Linked DNA regions of Cyprinus carpio: region 1 is linked to region 2. A link is a contact called in public Hi-C data. All regions are on one chromosome and are shown on one strand. Each heading gives the region's core, a stretch centred on a gene start, on an enhancer-like site or on the middle of the called end of the contact. The rest is flanking DNA. Distances are from core to core; before and after follow the strand shown. Region 1 has its middle 70 kb from the start of LOC109074891. Region 2 has its middle 20 kb from the start of LOC109079202.

Region 1 (2,700 bases), core at 102-2,601, 52 kb after region 2:
ATTCATCTTTTTAATGTTAATAAAAATAGTCGTTCATTGTTCATGTTAGTTCATAGTGCATTAATGTTTACAAACACAACTTGTGATTTTAATCAGTTTATTTTAAACAGTTTTAATCGTGTAACTGTTAACAGATTTGAACAAAGAAATAAAGTGTTACTATGCACAGGCTGTATTGATTGCAAATACAAAAATAAAACGAGTAAAGAAAATGCAGTGCTTATTAAAATAATCACCCTTTATTTAAATATATGAACACAGAAAACCGCTGTTAACAGGTTAATATATCGTTTCCCATTCTATGACTAGTAAAATAATGACAACTTACTCTGACGAACAGGCTCTCCTCGGAGTAGCTGCGTGTGCTGCGTCTTCTTTTTGTGTGACAGTGTTGGCGTTAAGGCACAATACTGACACTTGGGTCAACCAGGTACTGGCGCTGGAGTATTTACATGTGGTGTTATCATAAGAGAACTGTTCATTTTAAATATTGCGGTATATCGTCACACACACTAAATTAACACGATATTGATAATTGTTGCTTTGAATATAACGGTTATCGTCAATACCGGTATATCGCGACACCCCTAACTTATAACTATTAACGGCATTAATAATAAACTAATATCATTTATTCAATATTTTTATTTATTTATTTTTACTAGTGTTGGTACCAACTACTTAAATTTGGTACTGTGACAACATTACCAGAAACATATTCAACTATGTGAATAAAGACACTTTCAGCTAAGCAAGATCAGTTCTGTTGTGAAATATATCAGACTGCCATAAGGGGCGCTGTAGTGGAAATTAGCATCAACTTTCTTCTTTTTCAGTCCATTTAGTCATTCTTTCAACTACTGTCAAGGCTTAGCAATCCCCTGAAAAGCAAAGCCAAAGTTAGAAAAGTCGGCATGTTTATAGCAACATATCTGAATAACACATCTGGTTAAATAAAAACATTTGAAGGGAACTCTATCGCCCCCTTGAGTACTGAGGTTTGTTACCGCCAGACCAACACAGCACATGTCAAGTATGTTCAACTGGACCACATCAGCCATCTGCATACTTGCGCCAAGTATGTTTCTGGCCTTACTGCAAGAGAACAGGTGAGGCCCTGTGATGAGTGAAAGAATACGGAAGTGAGCATGGGAAACTATGACTTGCTCAAAAAGTGCTGGAATGAAGGAGTGGCTGAGCAATGAGATGAGTGAATACCACAAGGAAGAAGCGATTAAGGGCGAGAATGAGCAGGTATTTGAGTACAAATGAGTGAGACAGACAGGCTGAAATAATCTGACAGTATTCTGGGCCCAGTTTCTAATTTAATTGTGCATTATTAAGTCACTCCTTCGGTGTGTCTGCCTCCTGGTGCATGCTGATTAAAAATTTAAGGCTTAGCCATGCAGCCAGTCTCACTCTAAGACACAGCTCTCTTTCTCTCATACACACACCACATACACACTTTTCCTCTTTCGCGTCCTCTGCTGCCTATTTCTTCCTGTCTCTGCTTCAGCTGAACTACACAGTCCCGCTTTACGCGATCCCTCTGCTTTCACTGTTTCCCCATATAACGCACACCCTCTTTCCTTTCCTTCGCTTTCTCTCTGCTGCTGTCAGGGAGCACAGAGCGCTTGAAGACCCGTGGGAATGTCGCCATGGTAACGCCTGCCACTCAATCCCATCTCAGATGTAAATGACCTCGAATTTTATTAGCGCACAATTTCAAGATCCTCTCATTGCTTTCTTCCCTCCCTCCCTCGCTCCCTCCCTCTCGCTCTACCTCTACACCCCCCCCAACCCATCTCTCTTTCTCTCCCCCCTCCAGTTCACTCTGCACCCCACAGCATTCTCCATTATTATTATGCTCATATGCAAATCTGGATTGTACTCTAACCCAAATAAGAGGAATATTATGAAAATCTACATGTTTTTCCATATTCATTTCTTTCACATAAGTCAAGCATAAGAGAAATAACTACATGTGCCTAGGATGATGTATAGCTTGTGGATGTGAAATGCTGCCATTTGTGATTGTACACCTACTTACACTGTTTTCTTGGCAAAAATATGTGAGGCTGTATTATATACTATAAACAGGTGTTTTGAATGGACTAAGGATGGTAAAATAGGGTTGACTGATGTGGTTTAGCATATACCGAGACAGCTTTAATATTAAAAGATAATTACAGTTCAGTATGAATATTTTTATTAATATAATAATCCACAGTTTTCTTGATCTCATAATGGTATTTCCATTTCCTTGTTATTCACATTTATTACATAAATATTATAAATAAGTCATCAACTAAGTACACTATACAATTAAAAAATACAATTAACCTAATAAATAGTTAAAAACAATCTTGAACATTGTCATAACAATTGTTCAAAGAACTTTAATTAAAAAAGAAAAAAAACTTTTTCAGTTAAAGACTAGGATACACTATACAACTTTTAAAATCTAAACAGATTTTAAAACATTAGACATAACACACTTGTAAAAAGTTACAGAGGAAAAACTGGGCATCATACACTAAGCGAATGAGGATCATACACTACCAGATTTTCAAGTCATTCCAAACAAACTCACACAGAAGTGTGCACCTCGTTGTTAGGAGAGGCATGGAAATGAAAACAATATGTGTTCTAAGATTAGCTCAAAATATCAAACATGTTTGATATCCTCCGACTGGATGG
Region 2 (2,700 bases), core at 67-2,566:
TGTGACATGCTAAATAGGCTGAATGACTCTTCAGGGTGTGGCAAGGGAGGTTTGTGTGTGTTCACATGTGTTGTGTACTGACTGCTGGTAATTTAATCTGAAGACTGTTACTTCTGATTTAGCATTCTAATTTTAATTATCTACACTTAAAAATAAAGCTTTAAAAATTGGGTCTTCTTAGCGATGACACAGAAGAAACATTTTTGGGTTCCCTAAAGAACCCTTCAGTAAACAGTTCTTAAAATAACCATTTTTTTCTTAGTGTGAAGAACATTTTAATAAACTAAGTAACATTTTCAATAAACATTTTAATAATCTATTAAATAACATTTTGTACTATGGAAAGGTTCCATGGATATTAAAGGTTCTTCATGGAGCCATCAATGCAAAAAGGAAACTTTACTTTTAAGAGTATGCAGTGCTTGGTGTCGTAGACTGTAATAGTACACAGATAGAGTCACAAAAGTTTGGTTTGTCTTTAATTTTTTTGTCGTTCAAAGTTTCAAATATGCAATCCTTGGGTGTGCAAAAGTCTTTGCTCCTAGAATGTGATGGTCAAATTACAGGTAATTGTCAATGACAAAAAACAAAAAAAATGATTAAGCATGTTTATAAAACAATCCAGGTTGACCGAATTGCTGTACAATATTGGTAACTACAGAAAAAAAAAAGTTGTTTTACGAGTCTTGGTTTAGGCTGGCCCTGCTCAATATATATCAGACATTTGCCTTTACAATTAGAATGAATTTGCCAGTACTGTGTTTGTGAAGTCAGGTGCATCTTACCACAAAGGAAGGAAATTTCTGCAGACTGCAAAAAAAAAAAAAAAAAAGCTTGTCAGCCTGGAAAAGTTTACAACACCATTTCTGAGGCTCTAGGGCTCGGAAGAACCATGATCAGAGCCATAATATCCAAATGGAGAATGTCTGAAATAGATGTGGATCAAGCTTAGCCTATAACAGTTGCGTAAGAAATTTGGCGTTGCAGTTGTGCAGTGTGATTTTGTTGATGTTGTACACCGTGCCATGGATTTCATCCAAGATCTCACTGGGATCATATCATACATTCAGACAAGCAACAATTGTAAAGGACTGTAAAAACTAAAAAGTTTTTGCCCAGCTTTAAACAGCTTTTCTGTATTTATTAAAGAAATGTAGGGAGATTGGTGAAAGTTAGGGAAATGGTAGTCTCAGCCTCAGAAGTCAAGCCCAGACCGTTGGCTGAACGTCTGATGCATACGGCACACAAAATTGGAAACACTTCAGGAGTTTCAAAGTCGTCATCGGTTTAGTTGCATTATACAGGATTTCCGGGAAACATGTGTGTCGTGTTCTTTAACGTTCCGCCTGGAAACAAAGATGCAGTGATTCCAAACCCCCTCATGGAAGAAGAAAGCCATCATGTTTACAACTGTAATGATGAGCGCTTATCAGGATCAACTAAATGCTGGTTTTTAAAACTATCTGGAATATTTCAATTTCGCGGCATCGAATCTTTAAAATATTACACTCCGGTCTGTTATTATAGGGATGTTTCCATCATTTCCATCAGTCTGAAAGTCTGGCTACGTGAGACTAGAGAAATGGAACACTTTTTGCTTTAACGTCTGCAAGTCATATCTTAAATGCTAATGTATTTTTTTTTTGTTTGGAGATCAGATGACATTTAGTGTAAAATTAAGCAAAAATATAAAAAAAAGAAAACCAGACACTTTTCAGAGCGCTATAGTTAATATGACTCTTTAAAGTAAAATTGTCCTCTCTCCCCCTCCCTTCTGGTGAGTCAAACTGTAACATTTCCTTCTCCATCTCAACTGCTTTGCCGTTTCTCTCTCTCTCTGTGTTTGGAGATTAAATGGGCATCCTGCCAGTTTTTCATATTTCCTGGCAGCAAAGGGGCCAGCCAACTTCCTGGAGGGGAGGGGCTTACTGAAAGGTTACATTTGCACAATGTGCCTATGGAAAAACACAGAGTGGGGAGAGAACACGAGAGAGAGAGGGGAGGGGCAGCAGGGGAACAGATAGGGTGAGAGAAAGGGAGGGGGAGCTTGAGAGAGCGTTAGGCAGCTTGGGCTAAACTAAACGACTCCACCATTCTGCTGTGCTCGGGTAATGGAAAAAGCCCTCCAGGGGAATATTCAGCATGCAAGAGTATCGAGTTGCTCTCCATCATTACAATGCTGCCTAACACCCTCCCTCCCTCCCTCCCTCCCCACACACACACACACACACACACACACACACACACACACACACACACACACACACACACTCTCCTTTCAGTCCCTCCCCCGCAATGGCCCATCCTCCTCCCAAGCTTTATTTTTCCCTCCTTTTTTTAACTCATCTATGCGTCTGGGAAAATGAAAAGGCTTTCTGGGAGGCTAGCTGAGGGCCACAGGAGGTTGCTTGAGCCTGGCCTATGTGAAGTCAGTGCATAGGTGTTCATGTGCATCTGTGTGTTTGTGTGAGTGGCAGGAGTTGGTTGGTTAGTTATGGGAATGGAACTGTAGTGCAACTGTATTGGTTCACATGGGTAGTAGATATGTGATGGAAACAGGCATCCTTGTCATTGTCTATTCATAGAGTGGGAAGAAAAATGGAGCGAGACCGATGGAGATAGGAATAAAAAAAAAAATGACTGCTGTAAACCCACTTGGTTGGTAAAAAGCCTCAGTTGGGTTTAGAATGGCAGAGTAAA

Evidence for each region. A called contact is a pair of places that touch in the nucleus more often than the background predicts.
Region 1: a contact with region 2 is called in a Hi-C map of skeletal muscle, with 2.6 times the contacts expected there. The contact joins two enhancer-like sites. A contact is called at or near these places in 2 of 8 Hi-C or Micro-C datasets (liver and skeletal muscle).

What each region holds. Positions count from the first base shown.
Region 1 is chrA5:18,678,355-18,681,054 of ASM1834038v1, forward strand. No RefSeq gene overlaps it. Among protein-coding and RNA genes, the nearest start is that of LOC109074891, 70 kb to the right of the region's middle. Within about 2 kb of position 1,352, at least 2 of the 8 cell types and tissues checked have an H3K27ac peak or open chromatin away from gene starts, as enhancers often do. A contact at or near this core is called in skeletal muscle, where this site is marked.
Region 2 is chrA5:18,626,480-18,629,179 of ASM1834038v1, forward strand. No RefSeq gene overlaps it. Among protein-coding and RNA genes, the nearest start is that of LOC109079202, 20 kb to the left of the region's middle. Within about 2 kb of position 1,317, at least 7 of the 8 cell types and tissues checked have an H3K27ac peak or open chromatin away from gene starts, as enhancers often do. A contact at or near this core is called in skeletal muscle, where this site is marked.